Linked DNA regions of Macaca mulatta: region 2 is linked to region 1. Evidence: chromatin contacts called from public Hi-C data. All regions are on one chromosome and are shown on one strand. The core of a region is the stretch at or near the end of the contact, and the rest is flanking DNA. Distances in the headings are between cores, read along the strand shown. Region 1 holds the start of PAXBP1 (PAX3 and PAX7 binding protein 1). Region 2 holds the start of SYNJ1 (synaptojanin 1).

The links. Hi-C and Micro-C count contacts between places; a contact is called where the count stands out from the background.
Region 2: a Hi-C map of liver shows a contact between it and region 1, with 1.9 times the contacts expected there. The contact joins the promoter of SYNJ1 here to the promoter of PAXBP1 in region 1. A contact is called at or near these places in 3 of 14 Hi-C or Micro-C datasets (blood, fetal cortex germinal zone and liver).

Annotation. Positions count from the first base shown.
Region 1 is chr3:14,586,077-14,593,816 of T2T-MMU8v2.0, reverse strand. PAXBP1 (PAX3 and PAX7 binding protein 1) reads right to left here and starts at 4,714. Exons shown (of 18, transcript XM_001094648.5): 1 at 4,216-4,714; 2 at 2,674-2,802. The coding sequence starts at 4,558. It overlaps LOC144339670 (a long non-coding RNA gene), which reads left to right and starts at 4,998. Exons shown (of 4, transcript XR_013414940.1): 1 at 4,998-5,080.
Region 2 is chr3:14,627,858-14,635,597 of T2T-MMU8v2.0, reverse strand. It overlaps SYNJ1 (synaptojanin 1), which reads right to left and starts at 4,708. Exons shown (of 30, transcript XM_077995835.1): 1 at 3,002-4,708; 2 at 1,828-1,973. The coding sequence starts at 3,096. It overlaps MIR7185 (microRNA mir-7185), which reads left to right and starts at 5,933; the gene lies at 5,933-5,990.

The DNA.
Region 1 (7,740 bases), core at 3,465-5,964:
CCACTCAACTTCAAGTTAAAAATTGAACTCATTATTTTAAGAATATCAGAAAAATGGGGTTCTCAAGTCAATACCGTGGTTATTTTGAAGTTAATTGTCTCTGCCTACTAAAGAGGGTTGAAGGTAGGAAGAGTTCTGATTGTCAATGACAGACCTTCATTTCAGTGTTAACAACGACAATCTAAAATACAATCAGACTCTGCCTTCAGGGAGGACATTCATTGGAGTTATCCGGTGAGTGGAGTATCAGAATTAGGTGAGGGTAGAAGGAAGGAAGCGGTCAGAGATGGCTTCCTAAACTTCACACTTGTTTCCATTTCTCAACCCAACAATAAATGGCAACTAATATGGTTTGGCTGTGTCCCCATTCAAATCTCAACTTGAATTGTACCTCCCAGAATTCCTACGTGTTGTGGAAGGGACCCACGGGGAGGTAACTAAATCATGGGTGCTGGTCTTTCCCATGCCATTCTCATGACAGTAAATAAGTCTCACGAGAACTGATGAGTTTATTAGGGGTTTCCGCTTTTGCTTCCTCCTCATTTGCTCTTGCTGCCGCCTTGTAAGATGTGCCTTTCACCTCCTGCCATGATTCTGAGGCCTCCCCAGTCACGTGGAACTGTAAGTCCAATTAAACCTCTTTCCCAGTCTTGGGTATGTCTTTATCAGCAGCGTGAAAAGAGACTTAATACAGCAACCATGACAACAGGCCTTTCTCAGTTGTCACTCATCCTGACCTTTCTTCTACTCTCTCATTATAAATAACTGGTCTCAAGAATTCTGGGGAAAATAAGGCAGTCTCCTAGACTCCAAAATAACCAGTTCTCCTAAAAACATTCCTCCTTCCACTTGCCTTCGCTATTCCTATATATAATTATTCATAACCAAGTCACCCTATGGTTTGAGTGTCCCCTCCAAAGCTCATGTTGAAATTAATTACACTGTAACACTATCAACAGGTGGGGCCTTTAAATGGCAGTTACAACCTGAGGAGATTAATGCTGTTATCCCAGGAGCTGGCTCCTGATAAAAGGGTGAGTTTGGCAGGATACTCCCTCTCTGTCTTGGAGGCTCACCTGCCCTTCTACCATGTTATGACACAACATAAAGGCCCTTAGCAGATGCCTGTGCCATTCTCTTGGCCCTCCCAGCCTCCAGAACTGTAAACCAAATAAACTTCTATTGTTTATAAATTACCCAGTCTGTAGTATTCTGTTACAGGAGCAGAAAAATGAATTAAGACACTCCAGGTCAAAAGCTCAACTTTGACCGTTCTTTTAAATCCAACATGGCAAAGTGTACATCAAGCCTATCAATTCTTCCCTTGGAATGGTTCTCAAATCATTCTTTCTTTCCACTTCTCCCCCTACAACAACAGAAAACATTTTTAACTCACCCAGAATTTCCTACTAAGTCAGTAGAAGCCTTTACTCTTGCTCAACTGTGAGACCTTTTTAAACCCACTATTAATGGATCAAAGCTGGCCCTTGAGTTTAAACTGCTTTAGACCTCCAATCTCTCCTCATGCTGCATATTAATACCAGGCTAAAGTTTCAAAAGGCATTTATCATGTCATCATCTTGGCAAGCCACTACAGCAAATGTAAACCCTTACTGGATACTGAACATCCTTCACAATCTGTCAACGTGTCTTTCACATGAAACCTCTAACTACTTCCTTCACAAATCATCTACTCAGACCTATCAGGTGTACTTGTTCTTTTCCAAAACGGCTTTAGTCATTTTAATCCTTGATCATAATCCCAATACCTTCCCTTTCGGAATTTTAATTATCAAAGATCCATCTTCAAGTCCCACTTTTTCCATCAAGCAGTCCTCTCTCCTCTGAAAGCGTAGCTATCCTTTGGAACACTGATTGAACATTTTGGCAAACACTGAATCCTCTTACACGGTTATGAGATATTGTCTTCACAATCAGATTGTAAATTTGAGATACAATGCCATACTTTTTCACATTAAGCCTGTGAGCATCTGGAAAGTCATGATTCTCTCATTAATTCCATAAAACAAAACAGCATTTGCATGAGAATAACTCAGATTATGGAATATTATACTGGATCCACTTTCCTAAAGACAAAATAACTGCTTAAAGTTTTTTAAACTGAGGTTTTGAGAGACGTAAGAGATGTCTGTACAATACAACTGCCTCATTATTCTAAGGAGTCTTCATCTAGTACCAGATAAGGCTGCTGAATGGAAGTAATACCAATATTAAACTTAGGGCTTTCCTAAAAGTTCTGTAAGAATAAAATCCACTGTGGAAATACCACCAAGGAAATTGCAAATCTGTCTCTACAAAACACAAATACAGGAATTTGCACAACACTCCTTCGAACAGGAATAAACCTGTGTCTTAGGCTGAAATGAGAAACCTTTCTCTGTTCAACAGCAGTCTGCACACAAGAAGGAAAACTGTGAGAGAATCTAGTCATTGCAGCAGAAATGTTCCAGTGGCAACAATTCTGTCTTTTTAAAAAATACATTTACAAAGCAGTTGTGTTACAATTAAATAACAGAATTGTACTGCTACTCAATGAGGGCCCTTGACAACCACGGGGTCCACCGAATGAGTTCAGAAGATATATAGCAAATCACTGTGAGAAAGAGCTTTCATTTTGTCATTTCAAAAGAATTCAATTAGTTTGGTACTTACTTTCAGCTGATGAGTTGAGTTCTGTCTTAATCTTCGATTTTTCAAGATCTTCTTTATATTCCTTCTTGAGCAATTTTACTATCTTTTTGCTATAACTTGATTTCTTCACTTTGAAAACTTCTTCATTTTCTTAAAAAGGAAATTAAATGAAGTCTGTAGAAACTATTTTCTGAAAATATTTTCCCTTCTTTCACATGATCTTACGTGCTGTTCAGATAAATTCTCCCAAGTATATATACTCATATGCCAAATTCATTGTATAATTATTTCAAGTCTGTCACAGACTCCAAAAACAGAGGTCAACTTCCTAAATTACTGTGAAGTAATGAGATTTTGAGACTTTTTAAAGGACTAGCACATGTAACTTCACAAAATTTTCCTACTGTCTTCCTTAAATCATCTATTTAAGGAGGGGAAAAAATCATTCAAAATGTTTCTGAAAAACCACATCATCAAGTTATTAACGAATCTGAAACAAAGTATCTAAAATAAAAAGGTGCTGTCAATTCTGAGTAACTACATCCACCATCAGCTGACATAGTTGTTTTAAGGCTAAGGTAAGAGCAAATCACTTTTCTTTGATTTGAAATTTTAAAAGTACTAAATACTTCTAAAAAATAGCTCATGTATCTCAAAAACAAAAATCTGTCTGTACTCCTCACAAACCAAATAAAAAGTAACAGAAATGCCAAAGATAAACTGCCTACCTTACTGGAAACCTGAAAGCCTCTCGAATAAAAATGCAAGTAAGAGTTCCAAAACTTGATTTCTTTTTTCGTAACACGGAATTAATTGGGTTATGCACATTCAAATGGTCAGAAGAAAAGATTTAAGGCTCATTTAAGATCAGCAATCTAAATCCACTGCAGCCTGGTCTCCCACAAGGAATTGGAGAAACTGCCTTGCTTTTACTATTACACCGTCTCGCTTCACTGTTCCCAAAGTCAGTGCGAAGAAGGCTGGGTATTAGCTACCCGTAATTACTTTTATGGGTAAACTGAGGCTCAGCGACTGCAAGGGACTGGCCCAAGGTCACTCAAAACCAGAGCTGCAACTCCAGGCTTCTGTTCCCTCTCCTAGTATTACAAACCCAGCCTTCATGGTCGAGGATGCCTGGACAGAGGCTCCAAGAAGTGTGGGCGCAGTGACCTACAGTGGGCTCGGAAAGCATGCCGAGAGCAGCCAGGGGACCCACACCAAGTTGGCTCTGAAACACGCCAGGCAGAAAAAAGGCAGGACAGGGAACACCGAATTTCCCCCGAAACATTCAGAATGCCCAATCTGAGCTCCCGCCGCGTGGAGTAGGAAATGCCCAGGAAGACGATGCAGAGGAGGTGGTTAAGAAAAGGCTGGTGGCAGCGCGGGAACGCGTCCCTTGCCCGAGCAGAAGGCCGGAGGCTGGGGAAGATTCGCAGCCGGTCGGGCGGCAGGGGACTCCGTTCCAGGGCTAGGGGGCTGGGTGTCCAGAGAATACGGGGGCCGGGTACTGGGGCCTGGGTCGGGGATGCGGCCGTCTAAGGGCGCCCGAAGCGCGGACTTTACCTTCCTCCTCGTCCTGGAAGCTGAGCAGGCTGGCCCGGGGCATCTCTTTGTTCTCGCGAGGCCTCTTGCGCGTCTTCAGCCCGTTGCCGGGCTCCGCGCCGCTGGGGAAGCAGCCCCCGGCCTCACCTCCGAGGCCCGGGGTCAGCGCGGAAGGCGGCGGCGGCCCCGGGCCCAGCAGCGACTCCCCCCCAGGGGCCCTGTCGCCGCCGCCGGGGCCCGCCTCTTCGCCAGTGCCCGGCGGCGGCAACAACGGCGGCGGCTCCTGCTCCTCATCGCGTTCCCGCTCTTCCTCTTCGGAGTCGTTCCGCTTGCGCACGTTCACCCGCCGGGCCTTTCGGAACATCTCCGCGGCCCGCACGGCGGTCGAACACCCGCTTCCACACCGCGGTCCCGGCAGCGCCGAGCTCGTGACAGCGCACGCGCGTTCTCCCCAGCTCCAGCCGGGTCGAGTCCTCTCTGTTGCTACCGCGCACCCCACGAGCGCGCATGCGCTTGTGCTCCCACGCGCTCTCAATACTCGGGGAAAAAAAGAGAGGGAGCGAGAGAGAGCGAGCGAGCCGCACACCTCTCGCGAGAGCGTCGGCTCTTTGCATCTCCCTCTGTCGGATTGGAGGACTATTAGCTTGGAACTCCGGTGTTGTTTGACAGGTCACAAAGAGGATCATAGAGATGAGAAAAAAGAGTTGTCCCTCAGACTGCGCTGCTGCAGTGCGTCTTCGCACTTACGCGGAGCGGTTGGGTGAGGAATCCTCCGGCCAAGCGGAGGAGGGGAGGGATCAGAGAGAGAAGCGGCTTTGGGGAAGGAAAGTGTGGTCTAGGAGGTGAAGTAGTCCTATCCAAACTTTGACCGGAGGTGTGACTATTGGTAATCACTAGTTACTCTTGAGTAATACTTTGTACTTCTACAGCTTTATAGCTACAGAACTCTTACAGAGACATTGAATTTTATTTATGATACAATGTTAACTCAGACATTGAATTTCTTTTATGATACAATGTTAATTCAAAGACATTTGAGTTTCTTTAATGATACAATGTTACTTCAAAGACGTTGAATTTCAGTTATGATACAATGTTACTTCAAAGATACTGAATTTCATTTATGATACAATGTTACCTGGCTTGATGTTCCCTGCTCCCCAGTCTCTCAGTAACAAAGAAAGCAAAAGTGTTTTCGTAAGAACGCCAAGTTTGCTAGCAATTCTTTGAGTAAATACTTTCCGAAGCTTAGTGAGTTTCAGAAACAAGTGGAAGGAAAACCGAGCCGGGGGTGGGGAAGGTTGTGACAGTTCTCAGACGTGGGTGACAAAACCCTCAATGGCCACACCTTCACAGGGTGATTGCTCCTGAGGTTGAACTCACCGGCTTTCCCTGTCTCCTCCCCGAACTTGAAGTTTTTCCTTCTGGCGTGCACCTGTGTGTGCAAATTCATTTTGATGTTTCAAAATTAAAAGGGTATTCGGTAGAGTGAAAAAAATCCACCCATGTCTGGAAGACTGTTCACTTCCTCAGTGTCAATGTTAACAGTTTCTTATGATCCTCTAAAGATGTTCTGCAAACATAAAAGCAAATAAATACGCATATTTTAATGTGTTCCCCTTTTTACACAGATGGTGTGTAAACAGTGCATTTTTAGCCTACCATAAATTGGAAATCTGCCCATATCCGTATATGAAGGTTTTGTTTTGTTTTGTTTTTTTGAGACGAAGTTTCGCTCTTGTAGCCCAGGCTAGAGTGCAGTAGCAGGATCTCTGCTCACTGCAACCTCCGCCTCCCGGGTTCAAGTGATTCTCCTACCTCAGCCTCCCGAGTAGCTGGGATTACAGGCACGCGCCACCACGCCCGGCTAATTTATTTTTGTATTTTTAGTAGAGACTGTTTCACCATGTTGGCCAGGATGGTCTCAATCTCTTGACCTCGTGATACGCCAGCCTCGGCCTCCCAAAGTGCAGGGATTACAAGTGTGAGCCACTGCGCACGGCTTTTTTTGTTTGTTTGTTTTTAGTAGCTGCATAGTGATTCATTGTTGGGATATACCATAATTTATTTAGCCAGTTCCATAAACATTGATATTTAGATTATTTCTAGTCTTAATCAGTGCTGTAACGAAAAGCTTTGAAAAATTGTCACATCTGGAGGATGAAATAGAATTGGAATTGCTTGATCTCAATATGTGCATTTATGATTTTGCTCCTTCCAAATTTATTTTTATAGCAGTTATGCAGTTTGTACTTATATCAGCAAACATTAGGATGCCTGTTTGCCCACACCATCCTGTCGAAATTTCAGTAACAGTTAAAGTCCAGGTTGAAGCGGAAGATCCCGAGCACTCCAAGCATTTCTTTTTATTTTATTTATTTATTTATTGTTTGTTTGTTTGTTTGAGACGGAGTCTTGCTCTATAGCCCAGACTGGAGTGCGGTGATGATCTCGGCTCACTGCAACCTCTGCCTCCCACGTTCAAGCAATTCTCATGTCTCAGCCTCTCGAGTAGCTAGGATTACAAGCATATGTGACCATGCCAGGATAATTTTTGTATTTTTGTTTTGTTTTGTTTTTTGAGACAGAGTCTTGCTCCTCTCACCCAGGCTGGAATGCAATGGCACGATCTCAGCTCACTGCAACCTCTGCCTCCCGGGTTCAAGCGATTCTCCTGCCTCAGCCTCCCGAGTAGCTGGGATTACGAGCACCCGGCACCACACCCGGCTAATTTTTGTATTTTTAGTAGAGATGGGGTTTTACCGTGTTGGCCAAGCTGGTCTCAAACCTCTGACCTCGTGATCTGCCTGCTTTGGCCTTCTGAAGTGCTGGGATTAAGGCATGAGCCACCACACCTGGCCTAATTTTTACATTTTTAAAATTAGATTTGACGTGTGCACAACTAGGACTCAGTTTTGGAGCTAAGCGCATCCTCTATAACATGAACATTTTCTTCTAGTTAATAGGAAAGGTTAATAACATCTGGCTTCCATTCTACTTATATTACTCTCAGTTCTTATATTCTGGCTGTTCAGCATTGATGTCAGTTCTGATTCCGACAGACTGTTTCACTAGTGAAATTGAACTCCCTTTTCTAATTATGGAAGATTCAAATTGTGCCTGGTCAGCCTCCAGACACCTGAGCCAAGAGAAAGATTTGCAGTAAAATGATTAGGGTAGAGGTAGCAAAAATAAGGTCCAGAAGCAGAATATGTTATTTTGTTGGCCTGAAATTTCAAAAATTTCTCCCAGTGTAAAAGTGGTGATTGGATATGAACAGAGGGAAGAGCACCTGCCATTTTAAAGTAAGTCACAATACAATCGTGTCACTTGATGGGGATACATTCTGAGAAATATGCCATTAGGCAATTTCATCACATACTTACACAAACCTAGTGGTATAGCCTACCGCATACCTAGGCTGTATGGCATAGCTTATTGCTCCCAGGCTGCAAACCTATACAGCATGTTACTGTACTGAATACTGTAGCAATTGTAACACAATGGTAAGTATCTGCACCTAGACATAGAAAAGAGACAGTAAAA
Region 2 (7,740 bases), core at 3,459-5,958, 42 kb before region 1:
AAAATGCTTCCCATAGGAAAGCAAACATTCGCCCCCCCGCCAATTTTTTTTTTTTTTTTTTTGTTTTGTTTTGTTTTGAGACGGAGTCTCGCTCTGTCGCCCAGGCTGGAGTGCAGTGGCCGGATCTCAGCTCACTGCAAGCTCCGCCTCCCGGGTTTACTCCATTCTCCTGCCTCAGCCTCCCAAGTAGCTGGGACTACAGGCGCCCGCCACCTCGCCCGGCTAGTTTTTTATGTATTTTTAGTAGAGACGGGGTTTCACCGTGTTCGCCAGGATGGTCTCGATCTCCTGACCTTGTGATCCGCCTGTCTCGGCCTCCCAAAGTGCTGGGATTACAGGCTTGAGCCACCGCGCCCGGCCCAAATATTTTTATTAAGAATTCCTCAGTATAAGAATTACACTTGTATAAAAATATATGCAATGGAAATTAATACTGTACTAAGGTACAGTTTGATTTAAATCCAAAAAACAACTTGAAGTAATTACGCCCATACTGATTGAGTATAGTCAATATTATTTATACTTATTTCTTAGAACTAGAGCCCCTTCTCCTTCATTCAAAAACTTATGTACCAAATATATATTTCTTATACACTGTTCTTTGCTTCTTTTCGTTATGTCACTATCTTTTTCCCCATCAGATGCAATTGTACTATTTTAGTCAAGTTAACACTTTAACTGACATTAATACTCTATATGCAAACAGTGTGGTCTTAAGCTCTTCATTTACTGAGGCTGGAGAAAGCTTAGTAGTTTAAGATATTTAAGGGCTTATATTTGTAAGTATGCCTTTCAAACACTATTTTTAATTTATAAGGATATAATCAGTAACTAAACTAATCCTAACACTAGGATTATCTGCCTAATTCATATATATATAATCATATACTTTTTTTTTCTTTTTAATTTTTGAAACAGGGTCTCACTGTGATGCCCAAGCTGGAGGGCAGCGGCGAGATCAAGGCTCACTGCAGTCTCGACCTTCCAGACTCAATCAATCCGCCCAACTCAGCCTCCTGAGTAGCCGGGACTAAAGGTGCACACGACGAGACCGGACTAATTTTTGTATTTTTTGTACAGAAAGGGTTTCACCACGCTGCCAAGACTGGTCTCAAACTCCCTGCCTCAAGCGATCTGTCCCCCTTGGCCTCCTAAAGTGCTAGCACTACAGGCATGAGCCTCCACACCTGGCATATCTTACATTAAGAAAGAAACATAGTATTCAAATTAATTTTAATTTCATCCATCTGCCCCTAAAATAACTCAGATCTTACTAATATATTTTTATTGTGGTACAATAGTCCTTTTCTTTAAATTAGACTATCAAAATACTTTTTAAAATAATACAAAATCAATCATGAATCTCACATGAAAATCTAGAGGTTGTTTACAATTCCCTTAATGAAAACATAACGGCCATAACATAAATACTCCAACAATATTGGATAACATTAGAAAATACCTACTACTATAACTGACCTACCAGTAAATATGTCAAGCAAGACATCGTATGGGTTTATGTGATCTATGATACAAACTGCAACAATATTTCTTTGGAAAAAAAATTTACTTTTAGAAGCAGCAGCAGAACCCAAGAAAGCAAAATCCTGCACCAAAACTGGCATCGTCCTGCACCCCCCCTCAACAAAAACCTGTTAACAAAAAGTTTACAGGAAAATAAGTTTGATTAAAAGGAAATACAAGCATAATCTGCTAGAGGAAATACAGCGAAAGGGTTGTTGGGCTCTTTTCTAAAAATGGTTGCATCTGAATTATTTCAAATCAAAGCAGAGACCATGATAAATTGGGCTCTAACAGATGACTTACAGAGCACAGCGACGGCCCCAGACTCGAACATGAGACATTCTTCCTTATGCCTAGTTTCCACTATGAGGCTGAAAGGTGGGGGATCCAATTTGTGATAGATCCGGAATCCTTTACTGAACGCCATTCTCCTTTCTTCGGAGGCAGCCCTGTGGAAACCAAGCAAAGCAAAGCAAATGAAGCTGATGTTTCCTTCTGCAGCAAGGACTGCAAAGCATCCAAAAGTCCCTCCCTGCCAGGTTTTGATGGGGGGTTGGGGTGGGGAAAAAACAGACAGCTCAGGGAGAAAATGGCTTATTCCAAAAGATAAGTCGTCACTTAATTTTACCAAAAAGCAAGAGGAAAAGCTACCAATTCTCATACCAAGGCAAGACAAGGTTTTAGCACTGTAAGTCCATCAACGGTTTGGTTGAGTTTCCCGTTTAATTTATGCTTACTGAAAGGAAAAATTTTGAGCGTATTTCGTTCGGAGTTGTTTATCAGCTTCCTGCTTCAAGATCTGTCACTACGTTGAAAGGGAACCGATTTGGAAACTTCAAGCAGTTCCTTCGAGGGGAAAGGAGCGGAGGTGGGAGGGAAGGGTGACAAGGCTGGTTCAAAGCTCCTTAGGGGGCAGGAGGAGGAAAAGGATTATTCTACGCGACAGGCTCTCCCGGGGGTGGCGACGAAGGGCAAGGGAAACAGCACAGGTTACCACCGCCTCCCCTGCCCCGGGCTACCGTCGGCTCGGGGGACGGCAGGCGGGGCCGAAAAATACGAATGGCCACCCGGGAAGAGTCATGACTCGGGGCACCGACCCGACTGGGGCTCCTCGGGGTCCCGGGAAGTCGACTGCCCGGGAAAACGGCTCCTTCTCAGAAAGACTGAAGAGCCGAGAAGCCCAAACCCTCCATTTATGCGCCAGAAGAGATGACCCGGCGCCCAGGCGGATTCAGTTCGTTCCCGCGGGCAGGCTGACAGCCGCTGTCACCAGCCCCCAGCCTGACGCGGCGCCCTGCACACAACCCGTGGTCTCCTCACAACCGCGCCCGCTCTCCCGCACCCCGGCTGCTCGCGGTCGCCCCTCACCGCTCCCGCTGAGGCTGCGGAGGCAGAGGCTGGTCTTGGAGGCGTCCGCCCGCCCGGCTGCCGGTGGGTCTGGCCGCGGCCGCTCCCCGCCCCCCGCCGGCTTGCTCACCCCTTCCTCCGGCTCCTCCTCCTCCTTCTCCCGCAGCCGCCGCCACTGCCTCCAGAAGCGTCACTTCCGCTCCAGCAGGCCCATCTCTTCCGCATTGCGCCGCGGCAGCGGGCGGAAGATCCGCCCCTCACGAGGGAAGGGGCGGGGCGTCAGGAGAGAGATCACGCCCACTCTGCGCCTACCGGCCAGGCCGGGCACCAGCGGGCGGCCAGAGCCTCAGTCTCCAGCGACCTTCGCCTCCTGCTGCCGCCCCCAGGCCGAGCTGCGATCCCACCGCCGGGGGTGCAAGGAGAGGGAAGATCTGGCCTCTTTGGTCCCTTTGCGTGGGCTCTTCAGAGCGTGAGCGCCGGGGAGGGACTCAGGAGAAAAGCTTGGGGGGCTGCGTATTGCTGCTCCCCAAGCTGGGCGTCAGGACCACCCCCTGCCGCCCCCACCGGCCTGACGGGAGAGGAGGGAGGGCTCGGTATGGTCGGCTCGCCTAGCCAACTAGGTGGCGCCTGAAGAGCTGTCCATGGTGTCGACAGCCCAGCAAATGGCACCGAGTTCCTAGTCTGAGTGTCGGGGTAGGTAGCAGAAGAAAAACTAATGCCTGCTCTGGGACAGTTCTGTTCGGTGCCTTTTCTTGTGTGTTCTGGAGCTCACAGGGTGCTATCGAAGAGTGTTCAGGTGTATACGATGGAGAGTGGGAAGTCACAAACCAGGATCTCAAGGCTGAGTCCAACAAAACATGGCTGTAGGGAGGCCACTACAGCTGTGGTTGTCACTGATGGATGAATAGCTTTTGCCAACTGTGGAATTTAGTGACTAAAGGCACCTGACCCTTTTATCGCATCCTCATTTTTCAACAAATCGTGCTTCCTGGCTAATATCAGCGTGTCCCATAGATTTATTTCTGCTTCCATTGAATAGACCTAATAAGTATGAGAATGAAGTCAAAGCCAACAGGGCAGAAAGGAATTGAAAACCTGAAGAACCCAGCACTCAAACTGTCTCCACTTGCCTTTGCTCTTTGTTTACCTCTTCTCCTTCTGGTTTTTAACAGCCAAAGCAGAATTTAAATTTGGTTATGTTGCAAAAATCATTTCCCTCTTCAGGCCCTGTCATGTGACTTGATTTTTTCATCCATTTTAGAGAAGCTGCACCCACCCTGGTTTCAGGACACGGAACTAAATTTATTAGAAAAGAAGCCACTTCAAGTCATGAAGGAGAAATACAAAGATTCTTGGATTTCGTTGTAAGAACTAGAGGGGGTTTCTATCTCAGTACTGTCTCAGAAAAAAAACTGTCGATATCACATGCGTTGCTTGAGAGGTACCTTTTATGACAACTGAAATCACTCAGTTTCAAGAGGAGTTGGGGACTGGAACCAAACTAACTTACTCCAAAGCCCAAAATCTTTTCCACCATGCCTGTGTGTCTGTAAGGCTACACTAGAAACGCATCCTTTCTTACAGTGTGAAGCATGGGTACTAAGCTCTTTTAGGAACAGGTGTTCTGCGTATTCCTGGTTCCTTTTTATTTGGAACTAAGGAGATTTAGGTCAAAATTTCTGGGTTGTGGGTTGGAATTCCTGCTTCTTTCTTCAAATTAAACTGGGGGGTAGCAAGACTCTTATTCCTAGATTGTTAGACAGCCACAGCTTTTCCACATCTCATTTTAGTCATGAAAAGACATGCCCAGAGTTTGAAAAACATAAAGGCAATTTGACTAGTGGCTTGACTGGTTCTATCTTCTTTTTCTCGTCCCTCTTTCCTATTTATACTTCTACTTTTGTTACAGCATTTGACAATAGCTGGAAAAATTTTCACTGACCTTGAAATGTCTTTGGGGTAGGGTGACTTAAAATATAGGTTAAGTGGCATACACAGATTTCTTAGTGAGATCCTAAGGGCCTACAGAGACAGGCTGACACCAACTCAACCCTTGAAACTGAGCAATGAAGAGCCTGTGGGAGGCTAAAAAATGCTGCTTCAAAAAGATGTCCTTGTCTGTGAATGTTAATTTAGGTTAATTTGCAGATTTGATTAAGGGTCTTGAGATTATTTTGGATTATCCAGGTGGGCTCTAGGGCCCTAGATGCAATCACAAGTGTCCTTATAACAGGGAGGCAGAGGAAAATTAAACATGCACACACGAGAGAGAGAGAGAGAGAGAGAGAGAGAGAGAGAGAGAGAGAGAGAGAGAGAAAGTAATATGAAGACAGCAGCAGAGATTGGAGCTTGGCAATAGCCAAGCTATGTCAGCAGCCGTCAGAAGTTGGAAGAGGCAAGGAAGGATTTGAGCCTAGAGCCTTCGGAAAGAGCATGGCCCTGTTGATTCTGGCCTCCAGAACTGTGAGAAAATATATTTTTGTTGTTTTAAACCACCCAGTTTGTGGTAATTTGTAACACCAGCTACAAGAAATCAACACAAGGCTGATGTGACTTTCCATCAGGAGAGAGACAGCCCCAGGTAGGTGTTTCAGATATCACATCCAATAGAACAAATTAAAGACAAACACCCTAAATTTTCAATGTTGATTTGTGAGCAAGTTATTTCTCCTATGGGTAACTCTCGTTGAAATATGCAATTCATTATGTGGAAACATGGAATTGTTATTTCCATAGGTTTAAAAAAAAAACCTCACATAGTGGCAACATATGGCCCAACCTAATAGTATGTCCCAGGCAGACTATACAAGAATTTACGTATTTACAGATGATTAATGATAATCCCAAATAATCACATTAAAAAACTATATCAAGTGCATGGCTATAAATTTTGACAGGTGATTACTATGTGAATTAGTAGTAGTACCTGCTTTTCTCTTTTGTCTGGCTTTTTTTTTGTTGTCAAAAATGCTAGACAACATGGAAAATCAGGGAAATAGTCACAATCTGATTCAGTAACCTTTAACAGCTTCTTCTCAGGTTACATAGGCTAACTTTTATATCAGGATCAGGATCTGCAGAGCAATTAGTATAGTGCTCTGCAGATCCTGGTCCTAATATAGTATAGTATAGCAGGATCTGCAGACCCTAGTTGTACCTGGCCATACTCCCCACCAATGACTGAGAAAGAAATGGCTCATTGTTCAAGAGAAAACAGTGGTCTTGAAAGACAACACAACAGTAGGTTACAAAGAGCATTAACTTTTTCTTTAAAGAAATTCAATGTAACCAGTGAAGGATGAGATTTTAAATTAGAAAAATGGAAATCCTATGAATAAAAAACTAGTAAGCTCGAGAGCAGAATCACTGTTGGGGAAAAAAAAAAACTGAAAAATAACTTGCAGGTACCATAGACAGGAAATTGCCACTAGAGCAAACAGGAAACTTGTGATAGATAAAAATGAAGTGTTTTCATTTGGAACAAGAGACCAACTGAAGAGAGATCAAGTGAAGGGGGTTTATTTTAATGACACACAAGGATTCTTGTGGAAATCAAAGTGCCGGAGCCAAAAACAGGGCTCAACCTTCAAGATTAGAGTTGTGTTCAAGGTGTTCAAGTTGACTCTGGGTCCCACAAAGCAACAGCAATTTCACTAAGGTTACGCGTAAAAGGTAAGCTTTCATGATCAAAATGTTTTTGCAAAGTAGCTTAGAATGGTTTCTGCAGTGTTTTGTCAAAACTTTTCTCATATATTTTCCTAAAGATATTTAACAAGATCCTAAGAAGTCATCTGCTAGGGATTCTCATTGTACTGAATGATTGTATCCTTTAAGCCTCTGGAGTTAGGACTCACAGGAACCCAGTACAAATTACCGGGGGCTAGAGTCCAGAAGCAGGCCAGGGGCCCGTCTACATTGCACTTCGATATCAATCCCATATAACAATATTCAGCCTGTGTTTGGGCAGTATGAAGCAGCCCTTAGCAGCTGTGAACCCCATATCCATGGACAGTTTCAGTTCTGGAGGGCAGTCTTCAAAACATTTATGAAAGTACAAGACCTCCCAAACATTCAGATATATTTAATTTTTCTTCCTACATGTAGTGCCAGTGTTTTTCTCGTTTTCATTTACTTGAAACAACAAATCAAATGTTTTGTCATAATCAGTGAATGGCAAGACTCCCTTTATTACACAGGTATTACCATGTTAGAGATAAGAAGAGCTCTTATAACCATAAACAACCACTACAATGTAGCAACTTACAGCTTCCTATTTTATATTGCAGCTCTGTAACATTTGACCATTTTTGTAAGGGTTTCATGATTTCAAGGACGATTATTAGCACTTTCCATTTTTGGCCAATTCTGGATGCTGGTAATGTTACCACTGCAGGCAACGATGGCTCTACTCAACTGAAGACCTCTTGTAGGCAATGTGGACCATATCTGCTTTCCTGCCTGAGAGATTAGCAAATTGGGTTTAGTGATCATGAAATTCTCTCAGATCTCATATTAGCAAGGAGACCCTGGTTGTACTTGTCAGGGCTGCCAGTTGGCCCTGCTGAAACTTTAGAACTGCACCAATGTCTAAGACTTTCATCCCTCCCTCCTTCCTTCACACAGGTGAAACCTGCCTGCCTGACAGCTTTCCCAGCCTCCTCCAGGCTCCCCTGTTTTCTCTTATACACATTCCCCCCCAGTAAACTTCTTGTACATTTAATGCCATCTCAGTGTCTGCTCCCAAGAGGACCCCAACTGACTCACTGGGGCATTTAACCTCCAATTCCTTTCCTCCCTTGGCTGAGATCTGTTCCAAGAAGTATCTCCAGGACACTCCAGCCTGTTGCACAGGCCAAAGAAAAGCCCTCA